7 separate regions of the Mus musculus genome follow, and all the other regions are linked to region 7. A link is a contact called in public Hi-C, HiCAR-type and promoter capture Hi-C data. All regions are on one chromosome and are shown on one strand. Each heading gives the region's core, a stretch centred on a gene start, on an enhancer-like site or on the middle of the called end of the contact. The rest is flanking DNA. Distances are from core to core; before and after follow the strand shown.

What was found. Promoter capture Hi-C pulls out the DNA fragments that hold promoters and counts their contacts. Hi-C and Micro-C count contacts between places; a contact is called where the count stands out from the background. HiCAR-type assays count read pairs that join an accessible place to other places. Capture Hi-C pulls out chosen DNA fragments and counts their contacts.
Region 1: a contact with region 7 is called in a promoter capture Hi-C map of hippocampal neurons, with 4 times the contacts expected there. The contact joins the promoter of Fam98b here to the promoter of Dph6 in region 7. A contact is called at or near these places in 2 of 39 promoter capture datasets (hippocampal neurons and liver) and 1 of 484 Hi-C or Micro-C datasets (Sertoli cells).
Region 2: a promoter capture Hi-C map of hippocampal neurons shows a contact between it and region 7, with 7 times the contacts expected there. The contact joins the promoter of Tmco5 here to the promoter of Dph6 in region 7. A contact is called at or near these places in 4 of 39 promoter capture datasets (the 3T3-L1 cell line, frontonasal cranial neural crest, hippocampal neurons and 1 more) and 2 of 115 datasets of contacts at active chromatin or transcription factors (embryonic limb bud and large pre-B cells).
Region 3: a contact with region 7 is called in a Hi-C map of CD8 T cells, with 4 times the contacts expected there. The contact joins the promoter of Katnbl1 here to the promoter of Dph6 in region 7. A contact is called at or near these places in 2 of 484 Hi-C or Micro-C datasets (CD4 T cells and CD8 T cells).
Region 4: a contact with region 7 is called in a promoter capture Hi-C map of liver, with 3 times the contacts expected there. The contact joins the promoter of Aven here to the promoter of Dph6 in region 7. A contact is called at or near these places in 1 of 39 promoter capture datasets (liver) and 1 of 9 other capture datasets (liver).
Region 5: a HiCAR-type map of astrocytes shows a contact between it and region 7, with 7 times the contacts expected there. The contact joins the promoter of Spred1 here to the promoter of Dph6 in region 7. A contact is called at or near these places in 5 of 39 promoter capture datasets (the HPC-7 cell line, frontonasal cranial neural crest, hippocampal neurons and 2 more), 1 of 484 Hi-C or Micro-C datasets (B cells) and 2 of 115 datasets of contacts at active chromatin or transcription factors (astrocytes and large pre-B cells).
Region 6: a contact with region 7 is called in a promoter capture Hi-C map of hippocampal neurons, with 5 times the contacts expected there. The contact joins the enhancer-like site here to the promoter of Dph6 in region 7. A contact is called at or near these places in 5 of 39 promoter capture datasets (the 3T3-L1 cell line, hippocampal neurons, liver and 2 more).

The regions. Positions count from the first base shown.
Region 1 is chr2:117,248,486-117,251,185 of GRCm38.p6, reverse strand. It overlaps Fam98b (family with sequence similarity 98, member B), which reads right to left and starts at 1,447. Exons shown (of 8, transcript NM_026620.3): 1 at 1,348-1,447. The coding sequence starts at 1,418.
Region 2 is chr2:116,877,369-116,880,068 of GRCm38.p6, reverse strand. It overlaps Tmco5 (transmembrane and coiled-coil domains 5), which reads right to left and starts at 1,364. Exons shown (of 12, transcript NM_026104.5): 1 at 1,302-1,364; 2 at 751-794. The coding sequence starts at 785. Gm13990 (a long non-coding RNA gene) reads left to right here and starts at 1,422. Exons shown (of 4, transcript XR_374895.4): 1 at 1,422-1,993.
Region 3 is chr2:112,377,852-112,380,551 of GRCm38.p6, reverse strand. Katnbl1 (katanin p80 subunit B like 1) reads right to left here and starts at 1,341. Exons shown (of 10, transcript NM_024254.3): 1 at 1,195-1,341. It also overlaps a transcript of Emc4 not described here.
Region 4 is chr2:112,491,543-112,494,242 of GRCm38.p6, reverse strand. It overlaps Aven (apoptosis, caspase activation inhibitor), which reads right to left and starts at 1,279. Exons shown (of 6, transcript NM_028844.3): 1 at 1,022-1,279. The coding sequence starts at 1,252. It also overlaps a transcript of Chrm5 not described here.
Region 5 is chr2:117,119,752-117,122,451 of GRCm38.p6, reverse strand. Spred1 (sprouty protein with EVH-1 domain 1, related sequence) reads right to left here and starts at 1,381. Exons shown (of 7, transcript NM_033524.3): 1 at 696-1,381. The coding sequence starts at 727.
Region 6 is chr2:117,017,221-117,019,920 of GRCm38.p6, reverse strand. No RefSeq gene overlaps it. Among named protein-coding and RNA genes, the nearest start is that of Gm39912, 43 kb to the left of the region's middle. Within about 2 kb of position 1,355, at least 166 of the 459 cell types and tissues checked have an H3K27ac peak or open chromatin away from gene starts, as enhancers often do. A contact at or near this core is called in hippocampal neurons, liver and second pharyngeal arch cranial neural crest, where this site is marked.
Region 7 is chr2:114,653,556-114,656,255 of GRCm38.p6, reverse strand. Dph6 (diphthamine biosynthesis 6) reads left to right here and starts at 1,292. Exons shown (of 9, transcript NM_025675.5): 1 at 1,292-1,425. The coding sequence starts at 1,403.

The DNA of each region.
Region 1 (2,700 bases), core at 198-2,697, 2.6 Mb before region 7:
TAACTCTCATATTGAATAATGTGAAACAAATGTCTCTCAGTAAATGTCAACATTAGAGCAAATTTCACTTTCTTAAATGCTATGGTAGAAACAATATGTTTCAGGAATCAAAGAAGAATAAAACCACTGTCTTCGCACTTCATAAATGGCTACAAGATCCCAAAAATTGTAAATGTCTGGGATCCAAGCTGGAGCCTACGCACACCAAGGTATTTTAACTTCGTATTAGTTATATTTCCCCTGCAGGGTTAAGAAAATTTCATAGAAATACAAATAGCCCTGATGTTGTCGTGCTGGTTCTGTTTTTTTATTTAACAAACATTTTATTCAAGATCAAGTAAATTCAAGGTTCTGTTATGCTGAGTAGCAGCAAAGTATGCATTATCAGGGTGCAACAAAAGTTAACACTTGCTAGAAAAAAAAAGAACAAAATAGTTTGAGGGAACGAAAATAAGGGAACCAGGCATGATAGTTTCAAACTTCTTTAGGAGCAGTTACCCTAAAATGAAACCACCTTAAGGAGGTAAACGTCTGTGCAGATGGCGCCAACGTTGGGGAAAGGATCCGTTTATTAACCCTCAACCGTTTGGACCTTTGCTCACAAGTACACACCCTCCTCTGAACTTTTTCTTCAATCGCTGTGACAGGCCCCACTCTAGTATGTTGCCAGGAGGAGTCCATCAGTGAAGAAAGTTGACAAGTTTCTCAAACTCTGGGTGAAGTTCATGTGACAAACAGGTAAAAAGAGCAAGCGCTGGGAAGAACACCAGGATGGAGGGGAGTAACACTGCTTGTCCAGATCGCCTCATCACCGCCACCCCGGGGTTCCTCTTAACACCTAAAGTGGTAACGACGTTCTGAAAACTGTCGTTTCTCCCTGCCTACCACACAAACGTGCTTTAAGGAATGGAGAAGGTTAAATGCAGGGGTTCACACTTAACTAAGAGTCTTCAGTCTAAGAAGCGGGAGTGAGTCCTCCCCCAGCCCTGAGTAAGCCACCGATTTGAGCAGCATGCGCGACACAACAGTCCAGACGCAACTGCGGTGCGGCGGGAGCAGGATCTACGTCCATACAAAGGGCTCCCCCCCCCACCCCCCCGAGGCCCGGGAGGAGCCGGCTGCAGGCTGAATGTAATGAAAGAGGGAAAACGGCCGGCACAGCCAGGCCTCTCGCTGCAGCCGCTCGTTCCCGCCGGCTCCCAGGGTCCCGGCTACCCGGAGCGCAGAGGCCTGCGCACCGCCCGGTACACAAGGCCTGCTCCGGGGAGAAGCGCACGCCCGTGCCACAGCGGCCACGCGCAGGGCCAGCGTCCTCTCCTCTGAGAAGTTGTCCACGAGAACACTCACCCCAGCGCCTCCAAGGTGTCCAGAACGTCCCCTTCCATGCTGGTTTCGGGCCCGAGCTCTGGCCCTCTCATGGTCGCTTGGTCCAAAGCTGTTCGTCACTAAAAATCCCGCCGGAAACCAGCGTCAGCACGCCAAGGTTCCGGGACTTGTAGCCGTGGCAACCGTGGAGGAGTCCCTGCTTGGTGCAACGTAAAAGCCATGTTTGCAACAATAGACTTTTAAAAAATAAATAAGCATCTTTGTGTTAGATCTTATCCATGTGAAGTCACTATCTTTTACTATCATGATTCTACTGTAGGTGTTGAATACTACCCCACCTTAGATTTTTTAATTTTTGTTTATGGTGTGTGTCAGGTGTGTGTAGATGCTCCGGAAACCAGCAGAGGGCAACAGATCAAGCCCTCTGAAAGAGCAGCCACATTCTTAACCAATGAGCCAACTTTCCAGTCGCCCCCACACACATACATCTTGCTTTTTATAACAAAAATCCCAAAAGGAAACTATAATGATCTCCAGCTAAAAAGTAACAGGATGTCTATATACATAAGTCCATTGAGCCAATACATGTGCCAGTGCTCTAATAAGAAGAGATCTAGGGTATCATTTCATTATGAATATAGAACCAAATAAGTGAGTTGTTGTGTTCATCTATCTGCAGAACCACTTCAAATACATATTCAAGATTTTGTATTGTGTTGCTGGTCATTTATGAATGTATTAGCAACAAAAGGTACAGCTCCAGATGCAGTAGAAACATCCATAAGAAATAAAAGCAAGGCCACAACATGCCTTTAATCCCAGCACCCAGGAGTCAATGTTTCTCCTGAGTTCAAGGCCAGGTTAGTCTATACAGTGAGCTCCAGGCCAGCCAGAGCTACAAAGTAAGACACTGGCTCACAAAACAAACAGCAAAAGAAGAAAGAAAGAAAGAAAGAAAGAAAGAAAGAAAGAAAGAGAGAGAGAGAGAGAGAGAGAGAGAGAGAGAGAGAGGAGGGAGGGAGGGAGGGAGGGAGGGAGGGAGGGAGGGAGGGAGAGAGAAAGAAAGAAAGAAAGAAAGATGGAAGGAGAGGAAGAGGGAGAGAAGGAAGGGGAAGGTGTATTAGTCAGGGTTCTCTTGAGTCACAGAACTTATGGGTAGTCTCTATATAGTAAAGGAATTTATTGATGACTTACAGTCTACAGTCCAACTCCCAACAATGGTCAGTAACAGCTGTGAATGGAAGTCCAAGGACCTAGCAGTTGCTCAGTCCCACATGGCAAGCAGGCGCGAAGGAGAGAAAGTGAGACTCCCTTCTTTCAATGTCCTTAAATGGTCTCCATCAGAAGGTGTAGCCCAGATTAAAGGTGTGTGCC
Region 2 (2,700 bases), core at 115-2,614, 2.2 Mb before region 7:
ATCACACTCTACAATGTGATTCTCAACCCATCAAGGGACATCTCTAGATAACGATGCCTCTACAGTCTGATTTCAAGAGAATCTTTACTTCCTTAAATAGCCGTGTACTGGAGAGAGCTGTTTCCCATGGCAACCTTTCCCTAAATTGTTCTCAAAACATGCTTATGCAATACACTTTTATTGACTATTTTTATCTAGGCACCTGCTCCATCACTTCTGAGTTAGTCTGACTTTATTCAGAGACAGAAGCTTCTACTCCCATAATAGGGCTTCAATCTTTCCCTCTTCCACTTCTCTTTGACTTTCTGATTATGATGGTTGAGATTCTCATAGGAGGGCCATTTCAGTGAGTACATCTTATATTTCAGGAACATCATTCAAGAGTACAAACATCAGTTTTGGAAAAAAAAATTGTGAACGAGATGATAACTTTAGGAGGAGCACCTAAGTCAAGGGAGGCTCGCACTAAACTTTTTCTAACATGTAAAAGAATTCATTGTCTTTGGAGTTAACTGGGAATAGGGTAGCATGACCCAGGGATTGTGTTTCGGGCAGCATCAAAGTCCTGTCTTGGCAGAGCTAGCTTGTCTGGGAGAATTTACAGTAGTTACCACTTCCTGTAGAAGTGGAGTGCTTTGGAAATGGAAGGAAGGAGGAAGAAGTGACCGGAAGACGAGGGAAGGTCTGAGCATCAGGCCTGCTTCCCTCTTGGTACCTAGACTGCAGCCTTTCATAGTCGCCGCTACTTACTCATAGTCCAGCTGATTTTCCTTCTGTTCTTCCATCGGAGGCCCCTGAAATGTCAGCAGAGATGTGGTTATGAACAGGGGCAATGGATCCATTAATCTCCCAAATAGAAAGTAAATGAACTTGTTTTCTCCCTTCATAGCCCCGGGATGGTCATGACAGACACTCCAGCTCTTTCTGTTCGTCTGACTCTGCATCAGGAAGGGAGGGTGCAGAGATCTGCTGGAAAGAAGTCCAGCAGTTGTCTTGCAAGCAAATGCACCTAGAGGCTGTTTGCCATACTAACGCAATTTGGAAATCTGAACAAAACACTAGAAAGAGACAGAGGTGATCAGTTTTTTTTTAAGTCTCCTTTCTTCATGACCGCTGCTTTCTTAAAGGTCTCAGGGCACAGATATCGGCGTGTCATTGCCCTGGAAAGCCTGGATGTTCCCCAGTCCCCAACCACTGCCAGCTTGGTGGGAAGTTAGTATTAATCAGGGATCAGAAAACCAAGTAGAAAAAGACTCTGTGGCCCTCTCTGCCCTATAACCTCCTCTACAAACTCTACCTCCCTTCTACCGATGTGCTTTGGCTTTCTGATCCTGCCCTAATCAGGAGCTTCTTCTTAAGACTCTCATCTCTTCCCACTGGAACCATCCAATAGAATCTCACAACCTTCCATAGGGTTATGACTCCACAACTGCCACAGGACGGGCAAGCAGCATGTCACCGTGGTGCCATTGGCAACTGGTTCCTGTTATCTTTCCAGTGTTAGAACTTCTGTGGGTGTGTGGACTTTATGGTTAAGTCTGCCCTAAGCATGGACATACTTCAGGGAGTCTGGTTTCTAGGCAGTATAAAGCAACAGTATTCCTTATTATGCCTGTGGCAAACAGCACTTCCTTTGCCCAAGTGGGATGAAGATGGGGAATTTGGTCTTGTGGCCACAGTGATGCCACCATGTGCCCAACTAACAACCCATTCATCCCATGGGAATTGGGAAGTAAAAGTTACCAGTGTCTTCAAGAGGGAGCAGGGCAACCCAAAACACTTATCTTTGTGAGGTGTGTGTGTGTAGGTTGATTTTATTTCATCCAAAGAAAGAATGCGAACATAGGAGCAAGGAAGGACTTTGCAGTTTTAAATCGGATGGTGCAGATAGAGCCACGGAGTTTCCTCGTGTTCGAAAGTAGCGTGCCAATCTGTGAAGCAGCTTCATTCATGGACATGAGAACCTGTGCTGGATAAATGCAGAGACCAGCAGGTAGAGTAATACCATGAAGATCCAGTTTTGCCTGCAGAGGCTTATGGGCACATCCTTGCTATGGTCTGAGTTTCAGAGACTAAGAATCACCCACCAAAGACTAAGAAATTACTAGAGATTTTTGATATTGACAGTAATTCCTGTGATTATCTCGAATTAGCTCCATTATGTCTCCTTTAATGGAAAGTCATTCACATAAAACAAATAATATACATTTTTTTACACCTGAGCACACGTATATGTCAGTGAATTCTCCACAGCTGCTAACTTCTGTATGTGAGTCACAGAAACCTGTCAACTTTCGGGCCTCTACTCAGGACCACAGAGAGGTGATTTGTGAGCCAGACCGACTTCTTAACATACTGAAGTTTCTAGCAAACTATTCGTAAAATTAACCGCCTCTGATGACCCCCATTACCATCTCCTGAAAGAAGGCATTTCATTGCTTTATGAAGCTGTACACAGAAGAGTAATTAACAATTCAGGCCAATGGCTTCTCCCAGGAATTGATGGTAGGGAGAGTTCATTAACCCCAGCTGGTTATAGCTTCGCCAGGAAATGCCCTGGACCAAGGTTATTGCAGCCCTTAATGGATTGGATAGGGACTTTAACTGGGATTAAAATAAAGCCGAGTCTCCTTCCAGGGGAGCCTTTCTCCTTGAGGGGCTACTGAAGCAAGCTGGGTGAGTGGCAGAGCCTCCAGCTTG
Region 3 (2,700 bases), core at 92-2,591, 2.3 Mb after region 7:
GCAGGGAATGTGGTTGGTGTGTGGATTCATTCATGTGTAGTGTACACAGAGGCGTACGCACATAAATATCTCCGAAGCTCAAGCAAATGAAACAACACTTTGGACATTAGTAAGATCAAGGCAGAGGAGGCGGCCCTGTGGCTTTGTGGAGCAAATAACTATGTAACCCTACCTAAGATGACTTCCCCGTGCCTTTTTCCCGTGTCAAAATGATGATAATACTACCTATTCCAAAGCAGCACTCTTAAAACAACTCTTAGCACACAGAAAACAAAATAAGTAAGTTATTACTCGTTATGGCTTATTACAAGTCCAGCTACTATCCAAGCAAAAAGCCTCCATGCATAAACTTCTGACTTGAAGAAGCTGATTTGAAAGAGAGAAGAGGGCTGGAGAGATGGCTCAGCCGTTAAAGGCTAGGCTCACAACCAAAAATATATGAGAGAGGAAAAATCCTGAATGATTTTGTATAAAGTTTCAGATATTAGGTGGACTGGTGTCTCAGCGAGCTCGTTAAGTACGAAATCGGCAATAATTATAGAATTATCTCTTCCAGTTACTTTTTTCTCCAGATCTGCCAAGAAATTGATATAGCTGTTTTCAAGGGACTTTAGAAGCCAGTACAAAACAAATCAACTCTTTGTTATCTCCATGCCTAAGCTCAGTTAAGCACCTAGGTACAATTACGGAATAACTTTTCAGAAAGCACAACGAGGTTTTAAAAGTTGCAGTCAATGATTCTTATGCGGCTATGTCAAGTTTCTGTCCTTAGAAACAAAAGCCGATCTGTCTGGGACTCAAAAATTCCTCAGAAAAATAAGGAAATGCCTCAGCCGGGCCTAGGCTGCTCTGGGGAAAACCTGTCCTCGCAGAGCAATCTTCTCACGCGCCCCGTCTTTCCCCGTAGGGTGCAGATGTCGACTCCACCCGAAGATAAATAAATGACAGTAGGTTTGATCCATGCCTCTCCTGCCAGGACCCCCGAGGCCTGCAGCTCCAACCTCCAGACAACCGCTCGCCCGGGGGCTCCGCGGGAGACCGGGGGCCCCACCCGCCTGCGTCCCGCCCCGACCCCGCCGCCCAGCCCCGGAAAGGCCGCTGCCGCGGGGCCTGCAGGTGGGCCCGGCCAGCTGCTCAAGAAGCCCGCCGCGCGAGCAGCAGCGAAGGCCCCAACCGGGTCCGGCCGTCACTTACCGGCGCCTCATGGTACCGCAGCGCCCAAGCTCAGCCACTGTGCTGATGAACCGCTCCCGGCAGCTCGGAGCGTCCCTCGGATCCCCAGCCGGGCCCCACTCACAGCCATTCAAACACCGCCGCGCGCGGCCCGCCGGGATAGCTACCCCGTGGGCGGCCAGCCGGGCCCCACCCAGCTCAGACTCCGCCCCCTCGGATGCCTGCCGGAGGGGGACCAGGGTGCGGGGCGGCGGCGCCCCCTCGTGTCCACAGGTGCGTCCGACGCTTTGCCACAAGAACAGTGGACCTGCGGGTAAGGGACAATCTACACGTGGGGCAATCTGCTGTTAAAATCGTTCAGGAGAAGATGAATATTCATTTTCATTTAAACCACCAGGGTATAGTGGTTAAAAGCGTGGACTCTGGAACTGTGCCACTTTGGACGAGTCACAAAACGGTGTGCTTTTGAATTCCTCATCTGTAAAATGGAAATGAGGAAAATGCATCTGCCTCAGTATTGCTGGGGATAGCAAATGGGTTAATACATACAAAGTAATTTGGAGAGTATGTGGCTCCTGGTAAACACTACATAATTTCTGACTGTCTTGTTTTCTGTTACGTGTCACACTTCCAGAATCTCTTTTAACAATTTTTATCAACTTTATTATTTAAAAAAAAAAAAAAAACCGAAAAATTTGCAACTCCCAGCACCCTCCCTACCCAAAAACTCACAGACTGCTGCAACAGTCTTCAGACAAATGTGTATAATATAGGTCCTCTCCTCAGAAAGCAAGCTCAGTCTTCTTCGGTTGGGAACAAGACTATAAGATTAGGATTGGGCCGGGCAGGGTGGTGCACGACTTTAATCCCAGCACTTGGGAGGCAGAGGCAGGCGGATTTCTGAGTTCGAGGCCAGCCTGGTCTACAGAGTGAGTTCCAGGACAGCCAGGGCTACACAGAGAAAACTAGTCTCGAAAAACAAACAAACAAACAACAACAAAAGATTAGAATTGGTTCTGCCCCTGACATATTTTTAGTTACTGAGGGCAATTCCCTTGACCAGAGCCTGCTCAGGTTAAGCCACTGGTCAAGGGTAGCAAAGATAAGACTAAGTTTGTCTTCTGTGGTTGTTGTCCCCAGTACAGCAGCCAAGCAAGTAGGGCATTTGATGCAAGTCTTCCTCATACATCCCGTGGCTCACTTTTTTATATGCTCCTGAAAGAACTCTTAGGTCTTAAGGAAATGGCTGCTTAAGTTAAGTTCATCAACATGTTTAAGGATTTCCTATGCACCTAGCAGACTTGTCTCCAGGTGTTATAGACAACAGGAGGTGGCTTGGAAAGTCAGAAAGAGTGGTATTTGCAATACACCACACTGAGTGAGGTCATGAAAGCTATATTCTAAACGATGTGGATATTCAGAGCTAAGAGGCCATTAGTTAAGTATAATGTCATATATTTGTCCTCTGCAACAACAGGGCCCTAGCTTTAATCAAAAAAAAAAAAAAAAAAAAAAGTAACAATGAAA
Region 4 (2,700 bases), core at 30-2,529, 2.2 Mb after region 7:
GAAAGAGAGGAAGAGAGGAAGAGGAGAGAGAGACGGGTCCACGGGCGCAGAAAAACTAATATACTTCTTTAACAAAAACAAAAAATAGATATAAACAAATTCTTGTATTTTGCGAAATTAACAATTGCATTAAGGATAATAACACACTGCAGTAAAGGTGACTGTCCTGATAATTTGCTTATCACACTCAGTAAGCTCATGGTTCATACCACACATCTTTAGAAGGAATGGTTTCAGGGCTTCTTAGTTCCCAAGTAAGTTACTTTGGAGGAGTACATATCTAGAAGTTGTTTCCATTTGCAGTCTAATCATCCAGAGGGAAAGCAAAGGACGTAGACTGTGTGGAATCCTGCAGCTGGACAGTGGTCCCTACACAGCTGGAACGCTGTTGACTGCTTTCAGAGCACTGCACTAATCCTGATTTAGAGCACCAATGTGCCCAACATATAAGATATGAGTACAGAAAGGCCTTGGGAAGGTCGGTCAGTTTCTCCTCATTTAATCTTTAGGTACCCAGAATAGTCTCGGCGAGACTAAATACGAATCTGAAGAGTGGGAAAGATCTTAGAGGTCACCAATCCAAACCAAAATGAAGACATAATCTTCCCCCCATGTCCTTCCATCCAGGTATGGGTGACCACAGACACTGTTACCTAGGCAATGTGGGATGGGATAAAGGAAACGGAGGGCAGAGTAAACACTTCTGTGTAAATCTGTATTCTGGTAGACTTCGCTCCGCAGGAAGTCACTTCTGGGATAGCACGCCAGGCTGTAGCCCGGACACCAGGCGCCGCCGTTAGTCTCCATCAGACCATGGGACTCTGGCACCAGCAAAACGCGGAGGCCGGTCGCTTAGTCCTTCGGCCACAAGCAGCCAGGGGCTGAGCGTGCACGGTACACGTGCATGTCCCCTCTCCCTCCCCCCCCCCCCCGCGCGCCCTCCCGGCTCCATCCCGCGCAGGCGCTGTGCCTCGCGCTCCCCACACGCCGGCTAGCGGCCGCAGCAACCCGCGCTCCTTACCCGAGTGCTGGCTCCGCCGCCCCGGCCTCCAGGCTCCCAGCGGCCGCCTCGCAGGCCGCCACCTCCTCGGCCTCGGCGGAAGCCCCGGCCTCGGCCCCGCCGGCCGCCTCCGTCCCCGCAGCCTCCTCTCGCCAGCGCCGTCGCTGCCCCGACCGGCTCTCGGTCCCCTCCGGGCCGCTCCCGGCCTCCCCGCCGCCCGCGGCCGCCCCTAGCCCCGCGCTCAGCCTGCATGAGGCCGCCGGCGAGCAGAACGCGCGAGCCGCCGCGGAGAGCGCAGGCCCCACCGGAAGCAGCCGAGCGCCGGCCGTGGTGATCGGGGCGCGGGGCCCGGCCGGGGCGGGGACCACGAAGTGATCTGTAATAAAAGGACGCCATAAAGTCACTTTGTGTGATAGTTCTTAATTCATATGAGTGTTTGCATGACACAAAACCTAAGGTGTCCGATGAGTTTTTTAGTTAACCTGATTTAAAGAAGATAAGTCATTTTAAAGTCAGGATTTAGGAAGGGTTGAGGGTGAGTCCCAAGTCACAGGTCTGGACAGCGGCTCAAGTGGGTGGAGGGTCCGGTAGGGAAGGGGAAAGATGCTTGAAAATCTTGAAGAGAACTTGTAAACGTCGTTGCTGTAACTCACATTGAGCGCTTGATTCTCATAGGTACTTGCCCTTATTTTGCAATGAGGCAACAGTCCTAGAGAGCTTAACTCCCCTAGCAGGACTTGGTTAGACAGGGTCCAAAGACAAGGGTAGCGGGAAAGTTAGTTATAGAAAGACAAGAGAGAGCTGGGAACGTAGCTCAGTTGGAGAATGCTAAAATCGTCTTTGGCGTGAGAAAGAAAGAAAGAAAGAGAGAGAGAGAGAGAGAGAGAGAGAGAGAGAGAGAGAGAGAGAGAGAAAGAAACAACAGAAGCCGAGGTTAACAGAAGCCGAGGTTAATTTTGTCTTAAGGAAGCTACCTGAAAACAATGAAAGCAAGCCCAGCCATGGTGGTGCAGGCCTTTTAATCCCAGCACTGGAGAGCCAGGGGTAGGCCCATCTCAGAGTTCACAGCCAGTCTGCTTTACAGAGTGCAGGTCAGAGTTACAGGACTGCAAGGGCTACACAGTGACCCTGTCTCAAAAAAATAAAAATAAAGTAAAAGTAAAAGTAATTAATTAATAATAATAAAAGCAAAGGGATGGAATCAGCCTACCAAAAGAAATGTCACTTTCATCGCGTCTTAGGCCCCTTCCTTATAGCCATATATCACTTCTAATTGTGTACAGAATTATATACCAGTAGCACTATGTTCCGAATTGAAAAGACAGATTGGCCCCACCCTAAAGTCCTCAATTCACGTGGAAGATAATTATATAAACAAATGATTCTGCTCCAGTGAGCTGAATGCTGTGAGCAACTCAAGATCAAAGCTGGAAGTTGGCTTTTCTTAAGTAAACCCCCAAGGTACAGCCTGATGACTGAACTGGAGTTGACCCAGCTAACAGGTGGCAGGGAGTGGGGGAACCTATGTGATGAGAGAACCCCTGGAGGTTTGTCAGCTTAAGATAAAATGTCTTTTAAAATGGTTATCCCAGCTGGGCAGTGGTGGCCCACGCCTTTAATCCCAGCACTTGGCAGGGCAGAGGCAGGTAGATTTCTGAGTTCGAGGCCAGCCTGGTCTACAAAGTGAGTTCCAGTACAGC
Region 5 (2,700 bases), core at 132-2,631, 2.5 Mb before region 7:
CCAACGCGTTCGGCAATGTAAACCGTACTTTATCACAGACGGAAGCCAAACCCTAGCATTCAAAATTTTTAATTACTCTGTTCTTGATTAAGACGGGTTCAATACTCTCGAAGGTTAAAAAAATAATAATAAAAAAACACAATAGCTCAACATCGCCCACACTCCAGGTGTCCTTAATCCTATTTAATTCTTAAAATGTTTCCCTAACCCTATCTTTTTACTAGAATAGTATAGGTCATAAGTTTAAAAAGTGGGGCGGGGGGCGAAGGCTTAATCGGTATTTAGGAGTCACTGAGTCATCGAATTAGGATTCAAGAGCAGTTTGCGGCTGGAGGTGCTCCCACACATTAGTTTCCGAGCGAAATAGCTGTAGAGGCAGGGTGGCTGGATGTTCAAGGTGTTTGGGGAGGGGGGGCGGGTTTGACGCCGGAGTGAAGGGCAGGCAAAGGGTAGTTTCTACTCCACTTTGAGCTACCCACATTATTACTCTGTCTCGGAGACGTCCGACTGCTACGCCGCCTCTGCACTGCACTCGATACCCTTCCCCAAGCAGAGAGGCGAAAATGCACGAATGAAAAGGGGTGCTGCCATTAAAGAAAATGGCCCGACACATCGGGCATCTATCACCTCCCGGGCGGGACGGGCTGGGGGGAGGGGGCTGCCCCCCGGGCTCAACCAGGCCAGGGCTCGCTTACTCGTTGTCAGAAGTCGCCGTCTCCTCGCTCATCTTTCCCTCACCGTGATCCGATCAGGAGATGGAGGAGCAACAGCAGGCAGGGAAGCAGCGGCAGCGGCGGCACCGAGGGGCGGCGGGCGACGACGGCCGGCGGGGCGCGCGGGCAGCGGCTCGGGGGCCTCACCATGGTGGATGCCTCACTCGGAGCGGTGCCCCGCGAGCCGGGCAGCCCGGCCACCCCCGCAGGGGGGCGGCGGCAGCAAGCGCGGCCGTGGCGACCCCAGCGGTTTGCCGCGCCGAGGTCGAGTGCGAAGCCGAGACGGCGCGGGCGACTGCGGGCGCTGAGGGGGACGCGGCCGGTGGCTGAGGCGGTGCTGCTCTCAGGGGCGCGGCGACGGGCGGGCGGCGGGAGCCGGCGGGGGGCAGCCGAGCGCTGGCTGCGGGAGGCGGCGCGGTCCCGCCGAGGTGCCGCGCACCATCTCCCGCCTGGCCGCCGGCTGCCCGCGCGGCGCGCCTGGTCGGCCCTCAGGGGCTGCCTCGGACGCGCTCCAGCTGAGGGGCCGCAGGCAGGGCGCGAGGCGAGCGTCGGAGCCCGAGGGCACAGTGCCGAGCGGCGGCGACGAGGGCCGAGATCAGCGCTGCTCGGCGGCCCGCTCCTCACGCCCGCGAGAGGGGAGCCGCGAGGGGGGCGGCGGAAGCGCTCACGCCGCCCGCTCCTTCCGCCGCTCGAACCGGGGGCGCCCGCGGGAGAGGCAGGCGAAGTAGTCCCTCGCGACTTCTGGGCCGCCGGGGCTCGCGCGGGTGCGGCTGGGCGGACGTGGGGCGCGGCTGCAAGCCGGAGGCGCGGGGCCTCTGAGGGGTCGGGGGGAAACCTAAAAGCCGCGGCCCGCAGTCGAATCACTGCAGCTCTGGATCGTGGGCAGCATAACAAGTTTCAGGAAAGTAGTTCCCTCCTCCCCTCGCTTCCCAAATCGTCGGGCAGCGGGAGCGGGGCGAGGAGGGTGGCGGAGGGATATGTCGCTGCACTGCATCGCGCGCGTGTGCGTGCGCGCGCTCCAAACTCTTGGCACGCCGAGGAAAGGGGGCGGGGGTGGGAGCTGTGAGCCGAGCTGCTCCGGGACTGGCATTGTTGCGACGCTCAAGTCCCCGTTACTCGGCCTGGGATATCCGGGTTGCCGGGACAAGCGGGCAGCACACCGTGTGCTCGGGGAAGAAATCGGGAGGCCACTCCGTACTGCTCAGTGCGCGTGCACGCGCGCGCGTGTGTTGTGTTTTTCTTGCAAAGAATGGAACTGGCATGAGTTCATCTCTTAGTGGGGGTTACAGGCCAGGACTGCAAAGCGAGCTCCTCCTGCTGTCCCTCTAGTTGCATTGCTGCAGTTCCCTTGCTTCTTGCACAAGGGTAGTTGTGTGCGTGTGATGTGTGTGTGTGTGTGTGTGTGTGTGTGTGTGTGTGTGTGTGTGTGTGTGTGTGTGTGTAGAAAGAGTTGGTTTCAATACCTCGCAGCGCGATCCTCACTGCGCAAACAGCATGCAATGCTGGGCATTCATCTCTGGAAGCACGAGTGCTTGTTAATGGAGAACGGCTTCCATTGAAGCCCGGGGTAGGCGGGTTACATGAATCTGGCGCATCCAGCAGCACAGGAAATAACTCCCGCTGCGAGCGAGGTTGCATAACTATAGCGCAGGAGAAGCCTGTGTGGCACGAACTTTGGCGAACAGAGGCGGAACGGTTGTTGGATAGGCAGCTGTCACGTTTGCATTGTCAGAGGACAATGTATGCAATCATCCCAAAAGATCTTTTTTGCACAAGAACCTTCTAAGGTTGAGGGCTGGAGCCTGGGATCTTTGTGACCGGAGGGCTAGGAACTCCTAGCTCTATAAATTCTATTATCTTGTCTCTAAGAAGTCAGCTTATACACAAGATGGCCTGGGGGACTGACTCCCTAGCGCTCCTAAGTTCCTGTGGCGTCTCCCTAGGCGGTTTTGCGATAGGCTTTTCACTTTGTTCTCAAGTTTACTTA
Region 6 (2,700 bases), core at 106-2,605, 2.4 Mb before region 7:
TAGAGATTGTTGCATATGTTTGCAGAAGTACTTAAGGGTTTGCATTTTGCCATTGGGGGAGGGTGGGAGGTGGAGGGGTCTGGGGAGGGGAGGGTGAAGTAACCCCAAACATTTTTTTCAGCTGCCTAATGATGAGCATATATTAAAGGAGGCCTGGAGAGTGCAGCTGAGAATGGCCTAGTTACACTCTTAATCAAGCAACTGCAGTACTGGAATTACTGTAACCTTGGGCAGGTTGCTTAACTTTTCTGTACTTCCTTTAACATGGGCATGAGTGAGGGTCCAGGGGGAGGGGGCTAAACCTGTAGCTTCATAACATACATTTTGAGGAGGGCAGAGGCAAAAGTCAGGGCAGGAGAATTCATTACCAAATTCTCAGTTTTTTGGTTTTTGTTTTATACAGAATGGAGCAAACCTGGAATCGGAGCCAGGCAATTGAAAAAAAAAAAAAGATTCCAGATCTGCATGGTAACAATTTAGACTAACTTCCACTCCTGCTAAAAGCTGAGCTGCAGAGGAAGTTCTTCCCTTGGCCAGCTGCCGTCTTGCCTCCCCCACCCAGCAGACCTTCAGGCCGCTCCCTCCCCACATCTGTTTCCAAGCCTTGGAGCATAGGGTCACAGCATGTCGCAATAAGCCGTGTTAGCAGGCAGCATGAATCAGTAGTAAACCTTTGATTTTAATTCCTTGCTTCTTCAAGAGAGGAAGTGTGGTCTAGTGGTTAACCCACTAAAAAAAGCAGCTAAAAGGCAAAATTCTTGGTCCCCAGCATGGCTCTTCTATTCTTGTTGGGGTACCCAGCCATCAAAGATCCCTTTTGTCCCCCAGGGTTGCTTTATGATGTTAATCCCCGAACTGGCCTCACCAGAAGACTCACTTGGGAAACTGATTTTTTTTTTTAAGTCTCCATCCAAGACCTTCCAAGGAAAGGCCTAGAGTGCTCTAGTTTTAACAAGTACTAGGCATGCTTCTTTAGAATCAGTTTTGGCTCAGCTGATCCATCACACAAACTGGAAGGGTGTTTTCCAGAACAATAGGAAGAAGGCTGAGCAGAAAACAGCAAATCTACCTCGGATTTGCTTTGACCAGCTCAGGTGCAAACCACACTGGAAGAGAGGGAAAGGAGATAGGAATTCTGGTCGGCCCTCCCAGCTGAGCGCGCCTGGGTAGGTCAGAGGAACTGTTCTGGCTGCATTTTTCTCATTTTAAAAATAAAAGTGACTAGATCATCTCTTTCGGTTCTGTGAGTCAATGAATTATTTCTGTGAGTTCACAGAAATGCCAGGATGGACTCTGAACATCTCGTTTCCTGAAAATGACAGGGGTGCAGTCCCGGAGGTGTGGGCTGGCCTGTTTAGAGTTGTGGGAAGCCAGCGGAGACAGGCGGTAGCTAGGAGGTTTGGGGCCAGGGCTGCAGGGAGCGGGAGCGGTCTCCTCACCCTCCTCTCTGGAGGCTCTGCAGCTGGCCTGCTTATGCAAAGGCCTTGGCTCCTCTTTTCTTCTTAAAAGCTTTTCTGACTTGTACATTCCCCTGAGGAGCAGATTCATTGTTTTGCAGAGAATTTGTACTGTGTTTTCATGAAAGGAAGAAAGGAGTTGGAATGGAAGGGCTTGGGAGGATTAGCGAGTGGGCTAGGTTGCCAAAGAAATGAGTCTCTCCATGTGTGATAAATATGCACCCGCCATATTGCTGGCCTCAGATGTACCCAGCAAAATCCTTTGCCCCACTTCCACAAGCCCTAGACCGGTGCTCTTATTCATGGTCTGGACACCAGCTTTCTCATCTGTATTTGGAGCGTGTGGGACTCCTTCCATCCCAGAACAAGTGGGGGTGAGTTAGGAGAAGCAGGGATGAGTCATGGTTGTAGGGAAAGGATGTCTCAGGAAGCCGACACTGAGCAGGCTTCCTAGAAACATCCTGACAGGTCCCATAAAGCCCACGTTTGGTTCTAATTATAACATGCCCACATTTGAGCAGTTTTGCAGTTTTCCCATGGAAACTAACAAAGGCTTCTGAGGAAGAGGAGTTGACTCAGATGTGCGCTCTGTGTATAGGAGTGGGAGCCAGATGAACTTATTTTAAATGAGTGGTTGTCCCTGCACTTTTCCAAAGGAGGAGATAGATACCATACTGGCGTGTCTTTACCTCTTGACATATCTGTGAACGGGGTTAACCACATCATATGAAGGGTTAAAACCAGTTCCGAATCATTAAAAAGATAGTTTTTAAAGTCCAAGATGAAGAAGTGGAACAAATTCTGAGAACGTAGAATTCAGTTTTCCCCTCAAGTGGCGTCAAAAGGCAAGCTAAAAGAACAAAACGAAATATCAGAAATTGGCTTTAGAAGCAGTTTTGAAAAAGAGCCCTGTGAGCCCTGTGGGCATATCTGTGTGGCCCACCCCTTGTGGTACAGCCCCAATATGGCGGCTCTGCTTGCAGAAGACCCTAAAGCTCCCACGCATTGCTGAAAAAAAAAATCACACTGTAGTCAAGGGTGGTTCTAGTAGGCTGTGTTATTTTATTTTGTAATTGAAAATGTTGGAAGATTGGTATTGTCTAAGTGATGAAAGGTGGGGAAAATGAATTGAAAATAAAATTTTCATTATTTTACTCGATGATGAACCAGCACAGAATTAAAAGTTATCCTTAGTAACTGTTCCAGAACTAGCAGTCAGTCAGAACCTGGAAGGGTGGAGGGG
Region 7 (2,700 bases), core at 43-2,542:
GCCAGAACCAGCAGGCTGGAAAAAAAAAAGCCAGGTGAAAGTAGAAATCAGAAAGGGAGATTTATTCAACATGGATACATTGGGAAGACGGATTTTGGGAGTTTGGGCATTCACTGGAGATATATATATGTATATATATACATATATATATATATATATATATATATATACACACACACACACATATACACACACACACACACACATATATATATATATATATATATATATATATATATGTATTACATGTATATAATGTGTATATACATAGGCAGTGGTGGCGCACACCTTTAATCCCAGCACTCAGGAGGCAGAGGCAAGTGGATTTCTGAGTTCTAGGCCAGCCTGGTCTACAGAGTGAGTTCCAGGACAGCCAGGGCTACACATAGAAAACCTGTCTCAAAAAAAAAAAAAAAAAAAAATATATATATATATATATATATATATATATATATATACATTCTTTACATATGAATAATATTCAAAGATGTATATGTTTAAGTTAGTTTAACTCACCAATAATGCCACGTGTACCCTCTATTTCTGCATTTTTTTTCTGTCTCTCTCTTTCTCTCTCTTTTGGTACAGTATTTTTCACTTTAACATACAATTCTCTTTTTAAATTCTCTTCTTCCTACACCTCTACACAAACTCCTTGTTCATGGATGTAGGTAGGCATGGTGGTCTATATCGTACACCAGTTGATCCCAGGAGCTCCAAAGAGTGCTTAGTACATTCAAATAACTAAGTACTGGCAAACGTATTTTAAATTAGATTTTCGTTTTGCTTTCTGGAGTGCAAGTTTTTCAGTTTCTGTATTGGGAAAATGCAAAAACACAGTATAGGAGGCGGAGGTCATGTAGCCTCACTGGTTCAATGGGCAGAGATGCAAACCTCGAAGTTAAAAGTGATCAGGGGTTAGTGGGTTTTTTTTTTTGGAGGGGGGGTAGGAAGGGCGAAAAGATTTCTTTCTTGTAGTTGACGAAGAGAGGAGAGAGACTAAATCCCCTTTCCAAGGTAGTGTTTCAAATCTTAGAACTTGTGACTTTGAATTTACTACCCAGACAATCCCAGCACCCTCAAGCGGTTTACCAAGGACCATGCCCTTCCCTTGGCAGCTTCACTGCCCTTACTTAGGTGGTTAGGCTGTGCCTAAACTTTTTTCTTTTTGTAAATTCTGAGCCATATATCCATGTATCAGGGAACAGATGCTGAGACTACCTAGCCTCTACACCCGGGTGTTCAGCAAGGTGCTGAAGGGGCAGTAGGCATGGTCGAGGGCAGGCAGCGCAGCAGACACCAGGTCGAGGACCGCGCGTGTAGGTCCAGTCGCCGCGGGATCCCGGGCCTGGCGTCTGTGGTTACCGCACGCACGCACGTACGCACGCACACTGCGCCCAGAATGAGGGTCGCGGCCCTGATCAGGTAATGAGGACTGGGGCCATCGCTTTACTCTTGGGCAAGGCTATATCCTGACGCGGCCACTGTAGAAACATCCGGAGCCACTTCTTGGGGCGCCGCGTGGGCCGGCCGGCGCCACGGCCACCGGAAGAGGCGGGGCGATCTGCTCGGGCTCCCTGGCCCCACGCGCCTCCTCTCTGGCAGCTTGGCAAAGCTAAACAGCACTAATTCCTGGGTCCTCCTCCTCCTCCGTGGGCGCATGGTCACCACGCCTGTTGGACTTTTATTTGCTCTGAACTTTGAGAGCCGCTGTTAACTTCACTTACTTGTTAGCAGTTTTTGTCCTCTATAATTCTCCTCAGTCTTGATCCTTTCCAGGAAGGAGGATTGCAACCTCACTCTCTTCTCACATCTCTGGCTTGCCGGGAGAGCTGTAGGATCCCCTAGATGGTTTGAGATTGCTTTGCTCCTATGTTGTCAGACACCTCCGTTGGAACTCAAGCTACTGACAGATGTATTTCCTCCTGGTTGAGTTGAAAATAAGCTAGGTTTTTCTAGATGCTCTGGAGTGCGTTGGATACAAATTTGCCTTACTGACCCTGGGCAACCCAAGTCATATTCCAAAAGTAGTTTGAAATCTAGTAACTTACTTAAAAGCCCAGATACTATAGCTGATAAGCAGAGCTATCCTTGATCTGTTTCAGTGCCTGGCAGTGATAAGGGGCATAGCAATATTAGTTTAAGACCCTTAAGTGTATTGTTTCTTGAGATTTAGACCTCAAAAAAGTGTGAATTCCACTTTATTGCTACAGTCTCTTTTTGTTAGCCTAGTGAAGCACACGTACACATTTGTTGTTAATGCCCTAGGTAACTGATGCTAGTTGACAGTGGGTGACAGTCTAGGTAAGCCAGTTTCTCTAGTGGCAGGAAAATGCCAGATCTGTTGATTCTGTGCCATTTTAAGGAAATGAAAACCCACCATAATTTAATAAATTTTACACATAAAGGGAATAAAACTTTAACCATCACGATTATTTGGTGAAGAGAGATAAAAATTAAATGTGAGCCAGGAAGGCAGCCATGGAACTTAGTTTACCGAAGCTCAGCAGGGTAGTAAAACATGTGAAACTGGAGAGAAGAAAGTCTCAGTGGAGTGTGTTCCTCAAAACACTCAGTGGATAGGAATTTAGAGGTGCTGTTTGAGAAATTATACAATTAAAAGCTGTATATTAGGAAATAAGAATGCACAAAATAAATATACATGTACTGTGTATGATTGTGTATAACATGGCCATATAT